Linked DNA regions of Mus musculus: regions 1 and 2 are each linked to region 3. The links are chromatin contacts, called in public HiChIP or PLAC-seq and Micro-C maps. All regions are on one chromosome and are shown on one strand. Each heading gives the region's core, a stretch centred on a gene start, on an enhancer-like site or on the middle of the called end of the contact. The rest is flanking DNA. Distances are from core to core; before and after follow the strand shown.

What was found. Hi-C and Micro-C count contacts between places; a contact is called where the count stands out from the background. HiChIP or PLAC-seq counts read pairs in DNA pulled down with a chosen protein or histone mark.
Region 1: a contact with region 3 is called in a FOXA1 HiChIP or PLAC-seq map of pancreatic cancer cells. The contact joins two enhancer-like sites. A contact is called at or near these places in 1 of 115 datasets of contacts at active chromatin or transcription factors (pancreatic cancer cells) and 1 of 9 other capture datasets (adipose tissue).
Region 2: a Micro-C map of embryonic stem cells shows a contact between it and region 3, with 2.0 times the contacts expected there. The contact joins two enhancer-like sites. A contact is called at or near these places in 1 of 484 Hi-C or Micro-C datasets (embryonic stem cells) and 1 of 115 datasets of contacts at active chromatin or transcription factors (pancreatic cancer cells).

Annotation. Positions count from the first base shown.
Region 1 is chr4:133,612,747-133,615,730 of GRCm38.p6, forward strand. Zdhhc18 (zinc finger, DHHC domain containing 18) reads right to left here. Exons shown (of 8, transcript NM_001017968.2): 3 at 2,434-2,583; 4 at 1,055-1,192; 5 at 893-941; 6 at 177-279. Among named protein-coding and RNA genes, the nearest start is that of Sfn, 12 kb to the left of the region's middle. Within about 2 kb of position 1,310, at least 147 of the 459 cell types and tissues checked have an H3K27ac peak or open chromatin away from gene starts, as enhancers often do. A contact at or near this core is called in pancreatic cancer cells, where this site is marked.
Region 2 is chr4:133,863,660-133,866,498 of GRCm38.p6, forward strand. It overlaps Rps6ka1 (ribosomal protein S6 kinase polypeptide 1), which reads right to left. Exons shown (of 22, transcript NM_009097.5): 8 at 2,703-2,740; 9 at 2,104-2,246; 10 at 1,702-1,772; 11 at 1,366-1,454; 12 at 347-411; 13 at 1-91. Among named protein-coding and RNA genes, the nearest start is that of Gm12977, 6.9 kb to the right of the region's middle. Within about 2 kb of position 1,407, at least 72 of the 459 cell types and tissues checked have an H3K27ac peak or open chromatin away from gene starts, as enhancers often do. A contact at or near this core is called in embryonic stem cells, where this site is marked.
Region 3 is chr4:133,054,729-133,057,675 of GRCm38.p6, forward strand. It overlaps Ahdc1 (AT hook, DNA binding motif, containing 1), which reads left to right. Exons shown (of 7, transcript NM_146155.3): 3 at 285-475. Among named protein-coding and RNA genes, the nearest start is that of Gm26615, 27 kb to the right of the region's middle. Within about 2 kb of position 1,558, at least 293 of the 459 cell types and tissues checked have an H3K27ac peak or open chromatin away from gene starts, as enhancers often do. A contact at or near this core is called in embryonic stem cells and pancreatic cancer cells, where this site is marked.

The sequences.
Region 1 (2,984 bases), core at 60-2,559, 560 kb after region 3:
TGACCCTAGGCCACATCTCTTGGTCATGCCATGGGCAATATGCATCCTAATTCTGTCACAGCAGGACCCCCAGGTCTGTGTGACATTGGGTCTGACATTAGGCTTCCACCTTGGACCCCCCCAGCGGGCAGCACTTGGCCACCCCAGGCTCCCCGGGCCTGTCCAACTTTACTCACATCTTCGTTAGTTGTCAGGTTGGAGGCCACGAGGTACGTGTGGAACCCTGAGAGGCCCAGGATGGACCAGATTGAGAAGAAGCAGATGACCAACTCCAGCACAGTGGGCCCTGTCAAGGACGCGTGCAAGAGAGGGTGGAACCCCTGACCCCTGAGCTCACCCTTCCCTGGAGCTATGTCCCTGGAAAGTGACAGGTTTGGGGACCTTTCTGTGATCCAGTCATTTCTCAGCAGAAGGGGGAGGGAGCGCCTGGGGAACAAGGCGGGCTCTGGGCTAGGGATGGCAGAGGGAATTCCAACCACAGGATCCTGGCATGGAGCAGGAAGCCTGGCATCCTAAGGAACTCGCAGCTGGTGACGTGACTCAATGGATAAAGGAGCCTGTCACCAAGCCTGACAAGCTGAGTTTGAACTTCAAGTTGTCCCCATCCCTATTCGTGTGACATGGCACATGCATGTTCCCCGCTGCAGGGTAAACAAAAATTTAATTACAAAATCCACTCTCTGCCAAGCCTCTGTAGACAGGCATTTTCCTGAGCCTGCTTGCTCTGCCCCTCTCCGTGACGATCCCTTTAGGGTCAGCTCCAGCCTGGGTCTTGACAAACTAGCGGGTAGAGTGCATTCTAGAGAATAGATAGAGCCCTACCCACTCTGGAGACCTGTCCCATGAAGAGGCCTCAATTCCCCACCCAGGGTGACCAGCCCGCAAAGGATATCTTGCTGGTGTCTTTTTCAGAGCGGAGAGGAAGTTGCTTCCTTGAGAAACTAGGAAGAAGAAAGGGACACAGCTCAGGGGGTGGGGGTGGGGGTGAGCACGGCCCTACGCTAGGGCCGAGCTCACTGGTTAGCCTTCCTCCACCCGCTGTTCCCCAACTCACGAAGGGTCAGGTGGGTGACCACGCAGGCGAAGATGAAGGCCGTCAAGAAGGAGAGGGAGAGAATAAACGCATAAAAGAAGCGGTAGTTCCGTCTCCCCACACAGTTGCCCACCCAAGGGCAGTGATGGTCAAACCGTTCTAGGAAGGGAAGGAGGAGTTAGTGGGGGTTCCCCAGTCAGCACTGCTGGGTGACTAGCCTTTGCCCCAGGCTGGCACTTGCCCCCTCCCCACCAGCTGCTCCCTTGGACACACCCTGCTTCCAGCCCTTGCTCATCAGTTCCCACCCACTGCCTGACACATTCCCTGTCTATTCTTTTAGCTCCATAGTAACTCCTTCAGATGTCAACTACAAAGCCACTCCCTTAAAAAGTCTCCTATGGTCTCAATCTAGGCAGAGGTCTCCTGGTCTGTTCTCTTGCTCTTCTTTTAGACAGCACTGCCCTTGAACAAGACATGTGCTGGCCTCAGACCCCTGCCAGAGTCTGACAGTGTCTGCTTCAAAGACTCACAGACTATGGCCTCTTACTAGCTCCATGCCAACGGCTCTGGCCTTAAGGTCTAGAGAGGGCTGGGCCGCTACGTAGCTCCTGCAGAGCTGGCACCAGAGGCCAGGGCAGAGGACTGAGCTCATACCATTGCTAAGTCCCTGAGGGTGGGAGTCACACCCTGGTAAGGAAAGTCCCTGTGGGAATCTGGGTCATGAGCCCGTTGCAGGCCTTATGCCAAAGGCTGGTGCCTCTGAGGCAGTGGGTGGGGCAGACTGGCAGGGATGAATAAGAGGCATTGAGTCACCCACTTCACGCCTGCTGTGCCGCTCTCCTCTTCAGAGGGTGCTGAGCTGGCACCATGAAGTCACTGCCCTGGGAACTGTGCACTGTCACCATGGCTCAGCTCGCTTGGGTGTCATACAGACTCTCCCTTGTGACACCCTCCCAAGGGACTGTCATGGTCTTCATCGAGCTGTATGGCGTCTGGGGAGCAGGGTGAGGGGAACAAACCAAGCTTGGTCAGGAGCCAGTCTTCAGCTCTGGTCCATGCTCTCCGCCTCCCTCCTCCAGACTCCCACCCTCCCTGCCTTCTTTCTCAGTTAGAGCACCCTGTCCTCCATGTTACAGCTCCAGGCTTCTGGGATCATGGACCTACTGAGGAGCACACTGAAGACGGGTGGGGGACGGGACGGGACGGGACACACAAGTTCAAGGTCTGTCACAATGTTCGGGATCGGTGGGATGGGATATAGACCAGCGCTGGGCCAAGAGATGCCACTGCCTTCCCACTCAGTCCTAAGTAAGTCAGATGCTGTCTGCCTTGCCCCACATGTGACTTCCTGCATCCAAGACTCAGTCTCTCCGGGCTTTTTGAGGCCCACCCCCACTCACCCACACAGTTGTCGCAGACACTGCAGTGCGAGGTCCGGGGAGGCCGAAACATCTTACAGGTGAAGCAATACTTGAGTTTCACTGTCTGCCCGTTGATCATCACCTCCCGAGTCCGAGGGGGCGGTCGGTATGTGGAGCTGCCTGTGTTATCTGAGGGTGTGAAGAGGGAAAATGAGGGCACCCCAGACGGCCTATGGCCCTCGATAGTGGGAAGCCACAGCTGCCTGACCAGGACAGGAGGCACCACAAGGAGAGTATGCCCAGGAACATGGGAGGTGGGGGAGGGGCGCTAATGCAGAGACACACATCCAGAACCCAGCACTCCCTTCAGGCACAGGACTGTGCTCAAACCACGGCTGCTCACGTGTCTGCTGGCCTTCACGCTGAGAAGGGGTCAGCAGGGAGAGAGCCAGCGAGGTCATATGCATTTAATGAAGCCTAGATCCAACTTCTAATTCAAGCTGACAGGAAGGAGATGAACTTCCTAGGGAAACAACTGAATCTAGCCCTCTGGCATCTACAAACCGCTGGCCTGACCTCTCGCCAAAGCC
Region 2 (2,839 bases), core at 157-2,656, 810 kb after region 3:
GTGACGTGAACTCGGTATCAAAGTAGAAGGTGTCGTCGGGCTGGGCCACAGCCGGCTTGAAAGGGGGCTTGATCTCACGCCGGTAGAGCTTCTGTAAGGTGGGGTATATGCTCTGGTCACCATGGTGACCCCACAGCCTGCTAGCAGCCCCGACAGGAAGAGTAGAAGCTATGCTGCTCAGTGGATAACAGCAAGGGAGAGCAGCCTTCAAGGGCGTGAAGTCACCCCTCCAAGGGCATGTTAAGGGCTGCTCACCTTCTACCTCCCACAGCTGAGGCCACGGTTGGCAGGGGCCCCTCCCCCACCCTTCCTGCGTCCATCACAGGGCACAGGCACGGGCACTCACATTCCAGTCAATGGTGGAGTAGAAGATATGTCTCTTAATTTCCTCTGCCCCATCAGGGCCCGAGCCTGAAAGAAGCCAAATGAAGCCAACCTCAGACACCCATTCTGTCTTCCAGGCTCTGGACCAGCTGCTACCGTGGAGGGCAGCAGGGGTTCACCATGTCCTGCGTCAGTACCCACTACCCTGAAGCCTGGAGCCCGCTCAGTATTTCCTATGTTACGGAGCTTCTGCTGGTGTACTGAGGAAGGAGGGGCCAGGCAGGACGGGAAGCCTGTCCAAGCATTAATCCTGACAGAAGCTGGACTGACTTCTTTTGAGATCTAACAAGGGCCTTCATCCACTCCCGCCACAGGCCCCCCTCCTCTCTGCCCTTCTTTTCCTACTGCCTCTCGTCTTTATCCCTGAGACAAACGCTCATTCGATTCAACCCAGGGACCTGGACTGGACCTTAGCTGGTTGTGATCCAGATAAAGCCAGCATCCAAAAACCTCGGCAAATACTGTATACTTCACTGAACAACAGGAATGTCCTTCTCTCATCAAAGATCCCCGGGAGCCAGGGCAGAATCAGTGTCTCCACTGACACAGGAACCTGGGGCTCGGAAAGGTGGGGTCCCCTGCCATAGCGCAGGCTCATAAACCGTATTCAATCCCTCAGCAAATGTTTACAGTACTGCTGGGTGCCGGGCAGCGGGGACAGACACAGCTAGGCCTGAGACCTTTCTCGCTCCTAAGCTCCTGCGCCTTCCCTTGAGCCAGCAACCTTGGCAGAGAAGCTGTGTGGGGGCCTGTGTCCTTGTCCCTGAGGGGGTATGAATGACTCAGTTCCTGCCTTCCCCCCACACAGGTCACCCTCCCAGCACCATACATGGAACCAGAAAATAGGGTGGCCAGCAGCATTGTCTGCTCACACAAAGGACAACAGCTCCTTTCAGTCCTAGATGTGGCCCCGTGGCCTAGGCTGCAGCTGTACCCTGATCCTCACCGCCATGTCCCCTCCTCTGAGCTGGGGTTGCTTACCAAGCCGATTGGCAGGATTCCTCTTGAACAGGGCCCGCAGGAGGCTCTGGGCTTCCGTGCTCAGAAACTGGGGCATGCCTAGCTTCGCCCTGGAACAGCCACAGGTCTCATCAGGGCTGAGCCCCACCCAGGAGTCCCAGAGCCCCTTCCCTTTCTCTTTTCCAGCTCAGTCCAGAGAAGCCAGCCACTAACTCACCTCCCAGAGACATTAAGAACACTTCCCACTGGCCCTGGCAGACAGCAAGGGTCTGCAGACAGGGAAAAAGCAATTCACTGGCCCTGCAACTGGGGTGGGATTAGGGAGAACTTGGAGGGCCAGGCAGTGTTGGTGCTTACTTCAAAATCAAGGTCATGGTCTCCTTCCGGTCCTTCCCCTGGAAGGGCAGGGAGCCCGTCAGCATCTCAAACTTCGGGGGGAAAAGGAAACATATAGGTGTGGCCTTGTTCTCTGTCTCCCACACATCCCTCCCCCTCCTTCCCGGGCTACCCTGCTGCAGTCCGGGGATTCTTGCTGGCCTGTTAAGACTTTACAGTCTAAGTCTAGCTGCAGCAAGGCCTGTGCCTGCCTCTGCCCCCCTCCCAACCTAGAACCCAGGAGCAGCACTAAAGCCAGAGGAAGGAAGCAGAGGAGAGTTCCCAAGTTAGGTGAGGGGTGGTACTTCAGGCAGGTGGACTAAAGCCCGCGGCTCTTCGAGGGAAACAAAGTACAACAGTGTGCAGCAGAGCCCGGACACTCACCATCAGCACCCCATAGGACCACCAGTCTGCACTGTGGGTGTGACCCTGGCGGTTGACAACCTCGGGCGCCATGTACTCCACTGTCCCGCAGAAGGAGTAAGCCTTCTTCTCATGGTCTATGGCCTCCTTGCTCAGGCCAAAGTCTGCAGCATGGAGGGCAGAGAAGTCACTTCTAGGATCCCTGCCACGCCCACGGCTACCACACTTAGCTCCTCTGACCGGAGCCAGGTATCACCAAGGTTGTCAGTGAGAGCTCAGTCTGCTCTGAGACCTAGGGAGCCTCGAGAGATGGCTCAGCAGTTAAGAATATTGGCTGTTCTTCCAGACAACCCAGGTTCCATTCCCAGCTCCCACACGATGGTTAACAACCAGGTGCAGGCAACTCTAGCCTCTTTGGGCAACACATGCATGAGGTACAGATACAAATATAGGCAAAACTCCCATACACACACAAAAAATAACTAAGTAACAAGGCCTAGGTTTTTGGCATGTATGTAACTGGCATCGTCTCCCAGGAAACACAGCCATCAGCTGAGACCTATCAGACAGAGCCTGGTTATCCTCCCCAGAGCCCAAAGGAGCAGGTGCCCTTCACTCACCAGTGAGTTTGATGTGGCCCTCCTCATCCAAAAGGATACTGTAACAGAGAGACAGGAGTCAGGAATCCTTAGCTGCAGGCACTGTGCAGGTTCTAGCAGTAACCTTGGGGTGGAGAGACTTGGGCCTGACCAGAAGA
Region 3 (2,947 bases), core at 308-2,807:
TGTTAGCTGCCATGTGGTTGCTGGGAGTTGAACCAGAGTCCTGCAAGAGCAGCCAGTGCTCTTAACCACAGAGCCATCTCTCCATTCCAAGTCATTGCATTTTTAAAGAGTTCAAAGAAAGAAGGTGGGATGGTAGGTAGGTACTGAGCCTCTGCAGTGGGGTAAAGTCAGATCAGGACTGGTATTTGTGGAGCATGCCCACCTGGCTCAGTTGCCCTCTGCCTGACTCCTCCGTCCATGCTCCATCTATGCTTATCTTTGGTGTGCTGTGTTTGCTTCTACAGATGGGGAGGTTGCCTGACTGTCTACCCATCGGCCTGGACCCCAGAGCCAAGCCAGCTGAGTGAGTGCCGAGGGTCCCAGGTGACCGGGGGAGTGGCACTGCTCAGGCCTCTGCAAAGACTACCCTGGAGAAGCTGATGCTGGTGGAGACAGCCCTTTCTTGCTGAGTCCAGCCTCTGCAGAGCCTGCGCAGGTAACTGTGAGCCAGTGTAACAAAGATCGCCTCTTAGCTTAGGCAGAGAGAGAGACATTAATCTAGCCTATTCGAACTCCCCATTATCCAGAGAAGGGAATAGAGGCTCATGTGGCACAGTGAGTCCCTTAGCATCCTGCCTCCTAGCCTGAGGACTCTTCCCTATGCCTCCATGACCTGGAGAACTGGGCGGAGAGATGGGTTGTGACGGTGACCAGGATTCAGGGCAGAGGTGGAAGCCAGCGTGCCTGATATATGCAGCTGACCTCCCCAGGACTCCTCTACAGAGCTGAGAGGCCATGGTAGTCCAGGTGTGATTGCATGCCCGGCAGCTGGCCGCAGGGCAGGCCATGGCAGGACCCATCTTTCTTGTGGCCCAGGTTTAGCCCACCCAGGCTCCCAGCCACAGAGGCCAGGTGGGGCTGCCCTGCCCTATAGAGGCAACTCCCTGAACTGACACATGAAGCCTCAGGCTCCAGGAAGCTCCTTAGAGTTTAGCCTGCTGGAAACCCCACCCAACTTCCAAAGGAGCATTCCTGAGGTCTGCATGGGGGTTGGGCCTCCAGGGATGGGAAGGGTGGGGAGGCAGGGCTGCAGGAGGATGTGAGGCTGTAAATGTGCTGTGCTGGGTCTGTGTGCAAGCAGGTGTGTGGGGCTCTCTGTCCTTAGTGCACAGGGTTGTGTATGCAAGAGTTACATAAGTGGCCTATGTGGGGGGAATAGTTAAGAGCTTCACATGTGTGCTGTAGTGGTGACTGCTGGCTATGGATCCTATGCAGGTGTGGGTATCCTGGGCTGTCTACCACACAGGGTACTAGTGGACCAAGACTCAAACACCCTTGGGTGGGTTTGTGTGTGCTCAGGGTTCTGAGCACAAGGTGAGGTGGCATGTGCACATGGCTCCCTTTGTGTTTTGGAGGTGGGCTGGGCAGGACTTGGGCTGCGCTGGGCTCAGCAATGCCCAGCCTTGTGGCCAAACTGCTGAAGTCACTTCCTTTTCAACAGTGACTTTCCAGGGGGAGGAGTTCTTCCGACCTGGTCGGCAGTGAGGGGCGTGGCCGAACTGGCTCTCTCTGGGGAGGGATGTGGGCGGGGGCGGGAGAGAGGTGGGAGGAGGTGCTAGTGGTACTGGAAGAGGGAGTCCTCTGGGAGACAGAAGGAAAGACAAGGACAGGAGTCTGGAAGGGCCAAGGGCAGGAGGGAATGGGGGTGGAGTGGGGCGGAAAGCACAGTCCCTGGGTGACCTCGGAGGGAGGAAGGGAGGGCTGCCAATGAGGTGACCCTCGGGTTCAGTGAGAGCTGGCAGTGGCGCCTACACACCTGGCACTCGGGGCAAGGGGCTGGCAGGGGGCGGTTCAGGAACAGACCTGCTTGCCAGGTGCCCCACTCTGGACAGGAAGAGGGTGGGCGGGGGCTGTACAAAGGAGCTCTGTGTGGCTGAGGATAGGGTAGGGTGGGGTATGCAGTGCTGTACTGTTCTGGGGTTGGGGGAGATGATGGGGGCGGGGCAGGACCAGTTCCCCTTGGGGCATCAGTGGCTCCAGGGGGACACCTAGTGGTCAGGGGAGGTAGTGCATCTTGATAACAAACTGGGGGAAAAGAGATTAGAAGTGGTAGTTGAGATAGTTGAGGAGGCCAGGGCTAGTCTGAATCTTTGGATGATGAAGCAATTTGACTTAAAGGATCCCAACAAAACCAAACTTAGGTGACAACAAAGCTGATTGGCATGGCTGTGTGTCCTTAAGGGCATGACTAAGCCTCTCTGTGTTCACATTTAAATGCAAAACAAGTGACTGGGGCTGGTGAGATGGCTCAGCAGGTAAGAGCACCCGACTGCTCTTCCAAAGGTCTAGAGTTCAAATCCCAGCAACCACATGGTGGCTCACAACCATCCCTAACGAGATCTGACTCCCTCTTCTGGTGTGTCTGAAGACAGCTACAGTGTACTTACATGTAATAAATAAATAATCTTAAAAAAAAAAAAAAAACAAGTGACTGGTCCTTCTTAGGATCTAGGGCAAGTGTCTGCTTGCTAGAAGATCTACGAATTAGGTGGGCACTAGGGGCTAAAAGGAAGGGAAGACCAAGAGAGTGAAACATGAAATTCCTGAGAGAAAGGGGGCTGGCAGTCCTGGGAGGTAACGCCTCCGTGGAGAAGAGAGGGCCTGAGGAAGGTTTCAGAGCAGCCATGTTTCCCACTGCTAAGAGCTTAAGGACATCCAGGAGCCTTCAGACTGAGGGGGCTGAGGGAAATGGGAGGGGAGTGCTCGCAGGCTGCAGAGAGGGTCATGAGGCCGGAAGTGAGAGCTGGGACTGGCAGCTTGGCTCCCCAGGGGAGGTTAGGGGTGGGTGAGAGGGGAGGAGGGCTGGGGAAGGGGTGGGGTGGTCACAGCCACAGTGGGGGAGGGTGGGGCTGGGGATCAAGGATGTGGGCTGGCGCTTCCCGGCACTCTGCTCTGCAGGTTGGGGCCC